2 separate regions of the Mus musculus genome follow, and region 1 is linked to region 2. Evidence: chromatin contacts called from public Hi-C data. All regions are on one chromosome and are shown on one strand. Each heading gives the region's core, a stretch centred on a gene start, on an enhancer-like site or on the middle of the called end of the contact. The rest is flanking DNA. Distances are from core to core; before and after follow the strand shown. Region 1 overlaps Efna5 (ephrin A5). Region 2 overlaps Efna5 (ephrin A5).

What was found. Hi-C and Micro-C count contacts between places; a contact is called where the count stands out from the background.
Region 1: a Hi-C map of uterus shows a contact between it and region 2, with 2.6 times the contacts expected there. The contact joins two enhancer-like sites. A contact is called at or near these places in 1 of 39 promoter capture datasets (the 3T3-L1 cell line), 28 of 484 Hi-C or Micro-C datasets (the 3T3-L1 cell line, 3T3-L1-derived adipocytes, the AML12 cell line and 21 more), 7 of 115 datasets of contacts at active chromatin or transcription factors (embryonic forebrain, embryonic limb bud, embryonic midbrain and 4 more) and 2 of 9 other capture datasets (embryonic tail and embryonic trunk).

What each region holds. Positions count from the first base shown.
Region 1 is chr17:62,860,749-62,865,296 of GRCm38.p6, reverse strand. All of the region lies in intron 1 of Efna5 (ephrin A5), which reads left to right. Among named protein-coding and RNA genes, the nearest start is that of Efna5, 18 kb to the left of the region's middle. Within about 2 kb of position 2,391, at least 107 of the 459 cell types and tissues checked have an H3K27ac peak or open chromatin away from gene starts, as enhancers often do. A contact at or near this core is called in cerebral cortex, embryonic limb bud, embryonic tail and 4 more, where this site is marked.
Region 2 is chr17:62,782,947-62,787,411 of GRCm38.p6, reverse strand. All of the region lies in intron 1 of Efna5 (ephrin A5), which reads left to right. It overlaps Gm52303 (a long non-coding RNA gene), which reads right to left. Exons shown (of 2, transcript XR_003952355.1): 1 at 3,070-4,465. Gm46583 (a long non-coding RNA gene) reads left to right here. Exons shown (of 2, transcript XR_001782160.2): 2 at 1-4,465. Among named protein-coding and RNA genes, the nearest start is that of Gm46583, 5.5 kb to the left of the region's middle. Within about 2 kb of position 2,686, at least 144 of the 459 cell types and tissues checked have an H3K27ac peak or open chromatin away from gene starts, as enhancers often do. A contact at or near this core is called in cerebral cortex, embryonic limb bud, embryonic tail and 4 more, where this site is marked.

The DNA.
Region 1 (4,548 bases), core at 1,142-3,641, 78 kb before region 2:
TAAAAAGGGGGATTTATTCATTTATTTTTATCTATGCATATGGGTGCACGTCCGTTTTTTTGTATGCACACGTATGTGTGAGTCCCTGCAGGGGCCAGAAGAGGGCGTCAGATCTCGCGGAGCTGGAGGTACAGGTGGTTATGAGCCGTCTCAGCTGCATGCTGGGAAATGAAGTCAGGTCCCTGGAATAGCAGCCCTGCCTGTTAACTGCTCTGCCATCTCTCCTGCCCTTCTACAGGCCCTGCCCCAAGCTTATTTTCTTCGTGGGAAAAAAAAAAGTAAAGAAGTTTGACATTTTGACAGGATAAGCATTAAATTCTGTTTAAAGTCAATTTAAAAGGATGAGCCAGAAATGGACCCCAATCAGGCTTGCCCAGTAGTTTCTGTCCATGAGACTGTGTGGTTATCAAGTTGAGTGTATAGCAATCCAGCCATTGCTTAGGATGTTGAAATGGTTGGCTCCACTTATATTTTACTGTTTGCTGTTTACTAATACCGTAAACAATGTTGTAAAGATTATAGCCAGCAAGGTTCACAACTCTAGAGAACTGTAACGGAATAGGTGATTCTACTGTGTTCTCTGTTCCTATATTTTGGAGGGAAGGGTGTTTTGAGTTTGTGGTGTTTTCTTAGCAAAGGCTAAATTGTGTCACCACGTTTTAGATGTTTAGAATTTGGAAGATGGTGACTTGCCTCTCTATGAAATTGTCATAGATAACTTGGGCCAGTTGCATGTGTTTATCATTGAACTGTCTGGATTCTTATTCGCTGTCTCTATAAAAGTTCTATCAAATGAGGTTAAGATATGTGATTAGGTTATAAAAATAACCCAGTTCACTTACTGATTTGGGTAGAATTGTAACCAATGCCATTGACTATAGCAGACAACCCTGACTCTGTTTTTTTAGGTATATAATGGAAATCTGTAATGATCTTATAATTTTATTTGTTTGTATATTTATTTATTTTGTGATAGGGTTTCTCTGTATAGCCCTGGCTGTCCTGGAACTCAGTTTGTAAACCAGGCTGGCCTCGACCTCAGAAATCGGCCTGCCTCTGCCTCCCGAGTGAGTGCTGGGATTAAAGGCATGCGCCACCACGCCCGGCTGATCTCCTAATTTTTAGTAAGACTTCCTAACTTCTTATGGTTTGATGTGTGAGAACTGACCCTGTGCTAGAATTTCAAAAGCTCTAATTTAGCTGAGGAATTAAACATATAGTTGAGTAGTTTTGCTTTTAGTATGTAGGATTTCTTTAGGTTATCTCAATGACATCGACTTTGTAACTGGAGTCAATTTGTCCCCGGAAATAATGACTCTGAGACTTCTTCTGTATGAATAAATACTCAGACCAATAGTCTTGACTGTGTTCCTTGACTAGCTCATATCTCAATAATCCAGTTTATTCTAAATGTGCCTCATGGCTGGTTGCCTTCTTCTCAGTTTCATGTGTTCAGTTCTGTCTCCTCAGAATTTGGGGCAAATCTCCAGCACCTGACTATTTCCCCAGAATTCCTCTCTCTCTAGCAGATGTCCCACCTTCTAGTCTTGCTTCAGCTCATTGGCCAATCAGCCTTTTATTGACAGGTGATGCTTCCATTCAATACAAGAGATTATCTCCATGTGACTCCACTGTAGTATGGTGGCCAACAACTCAACTCCCCTTATATCTGCTGCTCCATTGTAAGCCACCTCCAACTGTGGGAAATGAGTGCGTATGGCTTTCTAGCTACTCTCTCTAGCATCCTGGTCAACCTTCTCCATCTATGGCTAAGAGAGAAGACATTGTCAGGAGTGTTTGGAATGGCATAGCCTTCATTCATGAGTCTGGTAATTACAACCTCACTTTGAGACACACTTGGATGGATAGCTGATAGAAGATCTGGGTAGAAAAATGAGTTCTGGAGGGTAGGGTAAGGATATCCACAGTCCTGCAATGACATTCTGGGCAGAAGAGGCAAACATTGGTAAGCTCCAGGTGGTTGTTAGGATCAGAGCTCTGCTCACAGATAGACAGGAGTCACTTTAAGTGGATTTGCAGTGCAGCCTGATTTGGTGTTTTAAGGCTGCAGTAATCACTGTTGGCGGACAATTGTTTTTTCTTGTTATAAATTGCTAATTAGTATTGAAAGTCTAACCCGTTTTGTAGAAAATCCTCCCTTATTTTCTCTGAGAAAGCAGCTTGGACAGTAATCTATTTACTCATCTCTGCACCTCTCTTCCCTCTTGTGAAAAAAAAAATTCAGAAACCCCTAGGGACTCCCCACTGTTGAGTTCTGCTTGGGAGGAGCCGGGGAAAACAGTGGCTTCACACTGAAGTAAATATTGACTGGGGCTGTGGCTGAGCCTTGTTCAAAGCCTCCTATTGTTCCCCCTTAGTCAGCACTCCAGCCCAGCCTGGAGTGTGTGTGCATGTGTGAGGGAGAGAAGAAAGACTGTGGAGGGAAATGAACAGACCCACAGCTGAACTCGTAAATGCACCACAGAGCGGAAAGAGAAGCTGGCTACAAAGCCAGCAGGGCCTTATGCTGGGTTGCAGAGAATGTAGGAGCCTGAAGTGCAGGAACACTGGCTGTCTTGTCTGTCGAGGAGAAGTTCAGCAGACACGAAGCTGCTTGTTTGGGTGGGTCCAGCTGGTCTCCCGAGCGCAGCCTTCTTGGCGGTGAAGCAGCCTTTTCAGGACAACATTAAATATAGCTTGTGGGGGAACTCGAAAGAGAAATTGATAAGTCTGAGTTCCAGAATAACCGCTCTCCCTTCCTGGTACTTGTACTGACACTCAGTTGGCCTTCCTGCCTTCAGCTGTCACGTTGGATTACACACTCTCCTGGGTCTCCTGAGTGCCACTGCATCCCTAAGGTATCAGATGGGTGAGAGAGAGCCATATGCCATTTGAAACGAAACTTCTGGAGTTGAGTTGTTCTTAGCGTATGAGAAATTTGAACTTGTTCTGCAGACAGCATTTAGACAGAGCACAGATACTCTTGTTTAAAGGGAAGTGCCGTGTGTAAAAGCGAAGTCATTTTTCCCCCCTTTTAATTCAAGAATCCAAACAAACAGCTGGCTGCCTTATATTTTAGTGAAAACCATCTTGACACATTTACCAACAGGAAGAGTAAACAGGAATCTTAAAAAAAAAAAAAAGGAATCCTCATACGTCTTGACTGTAAAGTCATTTTTAATAAATACACTCTGAAAACCAGCGGCTTGATATGAAGTTTTCATCTCCACGGACATTAAACGCACAGTCTTCACATCAGTGCTGAAGGGCACATGCAGGCAAACACCAGGATGATTAGAATATTCATTAATTGCCAAGACAATCACCAAACTGTTCTACTCCGCTAGCATGTTAGGACAGATAATGTCACAATAAAGCAAGGGACACTGTGCCTGCTGGAAGAAGGCACATCTGTCCAGGGGCCACTGGGAAGCACTTCCGGGAAGGGAGATAATTTAGTCTAGATTCTGAATAAATAAGCATGGTTTTAATAGTCAAGATGGAAATAGTAGAAGAATATTCCAGGAACCGTTAGCTACAGGAGCAAAGACCTGCAGGCCTTGTGGCCTTGTGGATGGAGCTGGACGGGGAAGGAAACTTTTTGTACCGGGAAACTCTCCAGGCCTTTGTGGGAGAGGTGTGTTGACCATGTTATAGAACATGAATGTATGGCTGTGTTTTTGCTTTGGAAAAAAAATAATAAAAGGTGCTTTGTTGTTATCTGGTTTTGTTATTCGATTAGTTTTAGGTCCACAGCACAGTTGACGGCAGATACAGAAATACCTCTCTTCGACTCCACACCCTCCTGAATCAGCATTTGTAGTATGAAGGGGGCAGGTTGCAACACTTTATTTCTAAGTATAAGCAGGTACTGGCGAATGTTAAAGATCTCCAAACTAGCCTTGGCTTCTGAGCGATCCGGAGGGAAATGATAAAACCCAGGGCTTTTGCTATTTCCCCGTGACTGGTCCTGTTTAATCTATCGGAATAATTTTTACTTCTGACATGCGTTAAGCAGCTGTTTTCTCCCTAGTTTTGTTTGTTTTCAACAGAAACAACAACATAACCAAATTCAAAAATACCTCCTGGTTGCTCAAAGCCATCACTGAAAATTATGTATAGAACAGACCAAACATCACCAAACTCAGCAAGCTGTAAGTCAGGGTTTGTGTTGCGGGGAGGGCATCTACGGTCTGTACGCCTCTGTTTCCAGACTTCTGGGATAGGAGGAGGAGCTCCTGGAGCTTCAGATTCCACCCTTAGATCCTCCAAGTTACAGGACAGCCTCCATGTTCCCTGTTGGTAACTAGGCGTTGCGATGTGGAAGAGAGTTATTCTTGTTTGTACGGCTGCAAAAGCACTTGGGTTGTCTTAGAGGAACAGGATCGGATGGTACCTATCGATTGACTCTGACTGTATACCATGCACAGCGCCTTGGGACCTCACCCTTGTTATTTATTTAGTCCTGACAAGAACTCTTATGAGAGTGGCATTATACTGATTTTTTGCTTTACAGATGAGCAGACTGGGTGTTGCATATTTTAACCT
Region 2 (4,465 bases), core at 1,437-3,936:
TCAGGATTATCAGCTGTCCAGACTATCTTGTCAGCAAAGAAAAAAATAGAAGAAATTCCAGACAAAGCCTCCCCATTTTCCATTTTCATCTGTGAAGAGTTTGGTAGACATATTAAGAAGTAACAAAGAATATCTAAGCAGCCCTGTACTAATTGGTGCTGCAACAATGTTTTTAATGGGTTCCCGTGGTTCTTAGAGAGGAGGTCCTTCATGCGGATACCCTGTATCCCCGTGGCCACAGAGGAATCCAAGCATCAGGGAGGGTATCCACTTAACCTGCTTGGGTCAGTCTGTTTATCAATATGCTATTTCCCTAATTATTCAAAGATTCCGTCCTGTGTGATATGGGAAGAATGTTTTATTTTTTCCTTCATGTTAAGAACTGGTTTTCATCTCTCAGATCTCTTTGATTATCCACCTGTTATGTTTCTTCCTTCAGAAGAAAACTAAAGAAAAGTTCAATTATATTATTTTGCATTACACTGGAAGATCGAGTGTAAAGGGGGACATTGTGTGATGTCAGGAAATGGTTCTTCATGTTAGCGGAGTAATTGCCCTCTGCTGTGGCTTTGTACCCCGGGATACAGGGTGCCCTTCAACGCCCTCAGTGATGATGGGCATAAAACAAATTGCGAGCGGTGTGTGTAGTGAATGTAGTGTGACTGCATTTTTTAATGTGTAAGTAGGCTTAGGTTTTTATCCTCCTTATCTTAAGCCCCCGTCAAGATCAAACTCACTCGAGCATTCACATCCACAATTGAATCTCACCAGCTTTTTTTCTTTAAGTTAACATCAGTTCAAACTCTCCCTACTGCTTCTGTCAATAGATCTTTTAAAGGCAGGCATTAGAGTTAAGTTTGCCTTTAGTGTTTTCCCCCCACACTGCATAACGTTGAGCCCAAGGGCTTCTTTTAATAGGCATTAGTTAAGGCCTAGAATTGGGTAGACATTTGTGAAGGAGACTTGAAGTTTGGAACAGAATTGGTCTTTATAGCTTTTCCATGGGGGGAAATCTTCTTAGGAGAATAAAGGCTGCCTGCTAATCTGCTACCATCTGGAGAATGAAGAAGCCAGAGGTTGTTGGCACCAGGTCACATCCCTTATGTAAACTGTCAAATTCTTTTCATATTAATGGCATATTGAGTTTAATCTGAGGGGTATCAGACAGAGCTTATTTATTGATACTCTCTCTCTCTCTCTCTCTCTCTCTCTCTCTCTCTCCTCTTGCTGACATAGTTTCTAAGTATTGTTACAATATGAGAGTATTGTAACACAGTGTAGCTTAAAAAAAAAAAAACCAGAACAAGGTTGGCTTCCTGAGAGATGGCGGACTTCCCTTGTGCTAGCACATGGCTTACTGTTGTGATGTTTGCAGAGGTGAATAACCTTCTCCACGGCTTGTCCAGCTGATAGCCACTGTACTTACCCCACATTTGAAATAAAGAGAGGCTGATTCTGGCTTTCCTAGAGAATGCATGTGTGAACATGGATGTGCAGTTTGGAGCCTTTGGACACGTGGAGCAACTGAAGTCATCCCAAGTCTTATGGGGGTCATCTACTGTCTAAGTGGTAACCAGTAAAAGTTCTTTGCATTTGAACATAATTATGAGAACCTCTGGCTTCCTGTAGACACAGGGTCAGGTAAACTACAGGTGTCTTGATAACTCTATTCAGAGAAGAATTATTCCCCAAACGGGTACAGATTGATCGGGTTCATTGTAAAATTGCTCAGTTCCCCCCTCTTATAAATAAAAATCAGCCCACATTGTCATTCTCACAGCTTTTGGTAGGTAAACATTTCCCTCATCAAGCTATTCCTGGGGATGCCTGCCTACAGGACCAGCTAAGGCAAGAGGTGAATAAAATACACTCTTGAATTAAATATTGTCCCACATCGGACATGGGGACAAAAACACACCTGACGGTCAGCAAGCGTTCTTCGAACTAGCACATACAAGGATAACTATAAACTGTTTCATTTGGGTAGTCTTCCACTTGCAGAAGAAACACAAAGAACTGAAAACTAAAAATTTCAGCAAACTGGATCCAATAAAGAGCAAACAACCCGTTTCGATGTATGGCAGTGTCTTTAAAATTCAGAAATAAGGGATCCCCCCCCCACCCCCCCCACCCCCGGTCCTGTATTCCATGGGCGTTTCTTCTTACCCCTTGGTTTCGTATGTAAACTAGAAAATGAAAACCAGACCCAGTGACCCAAAGGGGATGAAGCATGTTTGTTTTGTCTATTATATTTCTCTGCTCACGCCTAGATGCCTTGCATCCCTGTCCCCCGTGTTTGAAGTCGAGAGCTGGGAACAGACATGAGATTGAGGTCCCAGGGGGAAGCCAAGTTCAGCCTGAGCTGGTGAACTCTCGGAGACTAAGGGCATATAACTCCGAGCTAAAGACGCTCAAGTATGACGTTTCTGTCAGGAGTGCAGAGACCCGTGTGCCTCCACAAACAGGTTTTCTTTGTGGTAGTCTGAACCAGCTGAGCGCCGTGGCAATTTTCCTTGAGTAACTAGTTCCAATGGACGACAGCGAGTTTAAACACGAGCCCCAGATTACAAAGTGTTTTCTGCCCAAAGTGTTTTGCTGGAATTTTTTTTGGGGGGGGGGAGACGACGGGGGGGGGTAGTGTGCCAATATTGTGAAACATTAGCAGGGTTTTGTAAGAGGCCAAACATAGGACAAAATAGGTGAGAGGGGAAAGCGGAGACACTGGAAGAGCAGCTCATGAAAAAATGTCTGTGCACCTAGTAGCTCGCAAAGAAATAGGGGGTAAGTGGGGGATGGCGTGGGAACACAAGGCTGATTTTAGGTCACTCGCTGGCAAGGTGTTCTGTCTACTGTTCGAATGGGTTTTAATCCTAGGCTGCTGTGTCATGTGCTTGGGACCTTAAGTAATTACTATTAAGAATGTCACAATAAACCGGAGCCATTAGAAGGATAGTGGAGATTTAGTCCCATAGTCAAGCGCTATAAACATGTGAGTGTAATTTAGGAATCCTTTCTGCGGCTGGGCCCCATAAAATGGCCTCTTTCCTCCCTGGCTTTCCAACGTCTCACCTGCAAAGCAGTAATCAGCGTAGTCATTCTTTCCAGCCGCCTTGTAATTTATCTGACTGCAGAGAACCGTGACGGAGGTAGATTGTGGTTGGGGCGGTGACCCGCACCTTTTGCTCTTTTTGTGTGCTTTGCGAGGGACTCGCCCATCTAACCCTGCCGGATTCTCTGTGCTGTGCAAGCAATTCTGCCTTCTCTGGAGAGAGACCAAGAGGCGGAGTTCAGAGTGGCGGCCAGCAGGGGGCGCCCTTGCCAGATAAGAACAGTTTTTTTTTTTTTTTTCTTCCCCCAATACCAACATAGCACAAACATCACACAGTCGCTATCCTGTCCTTTTAAATTAATTTGGCTCAAGATTGGCCCCCAGAAACATTTTGCTTTGTGTTCCCAGCTCCCGGGCCACACCTGTCTGACAAGTTCTTCCACATCACTGTTTCCAGCTTCCATCACCTTAGCTGCCAAATGGTCACCTTTTACTTAGAAACTGGAGAGTGGTTTTTTTTCTCTCTTTCTATATCACAGGTCAAGCTGAAGGGCACAGTCACCTGCAGGGAATGGGACCAAGTATGTTCACTGAGCATTTTGCTGTTTTACATGAGCTCACCAAGAAAGAATGTCTCTACGAGGGAAGGAAAAACCTGTTTCCTTAGAGTGGCCCACAGCTTGTTTTCTCTTGTCAGGGTGATAGCTCTTTGGTTCCTGCCAGTGGGTATACACTGGGAAAGGTGGGAAAAGATCCTGAAAATTCCAGGGGTGGGCGATTCTTCTAGCTGGGAGGACAGTGTCTGATTCCTAAGGGTGACTCAGTACAGTAATTCTGACAGTCTAAACAGCACGCACACACACAAATACATGAGTGTGAATGTGTGGTAGATGACAGTCTATCAGGGTGGTGACTAGAGGAAGCATTTTGTTTCTTAAAAGCTTGGCTTCCATGAACTTGGTGCTGGACCTTTATTGGATAAAGTCCTCCCACCCAGCCAGACAGCCAGACGTCTGCACAGGAAGAGTTCCCAGTGCACACCAGGGCCTGTTACCACAATCTAATGCTTTATCGGGAGAGCCTTTTCTCGACTGCCCGAGCCACTAGGATCCTGTGCCCTCTGCTCTGCTGGAGGACGAGCTGCCCTGACACTAGAACGACTGCCACTCTGGCTGAGGTGAGGTGGAGGGCAGAACCTGCAGCAGGGGATGCTGTACTCTGCTTCAGGCTCTGAGCCCTCCTCTGCTCCCCATCCTCTGAGGCTGGCTCCAGTTTTCAGCTAGTCCTCAGGCAGCCGTGATTCGCAAATCACTGCTTCCTGTTACACATTCTAAAAGGGAAAGAACACAAGGACCTTGAGAGCAGGTACTTAGCGCCGAGGCAGCAAGGTGAACTCATTGAGTCTCGGGTAGCTTT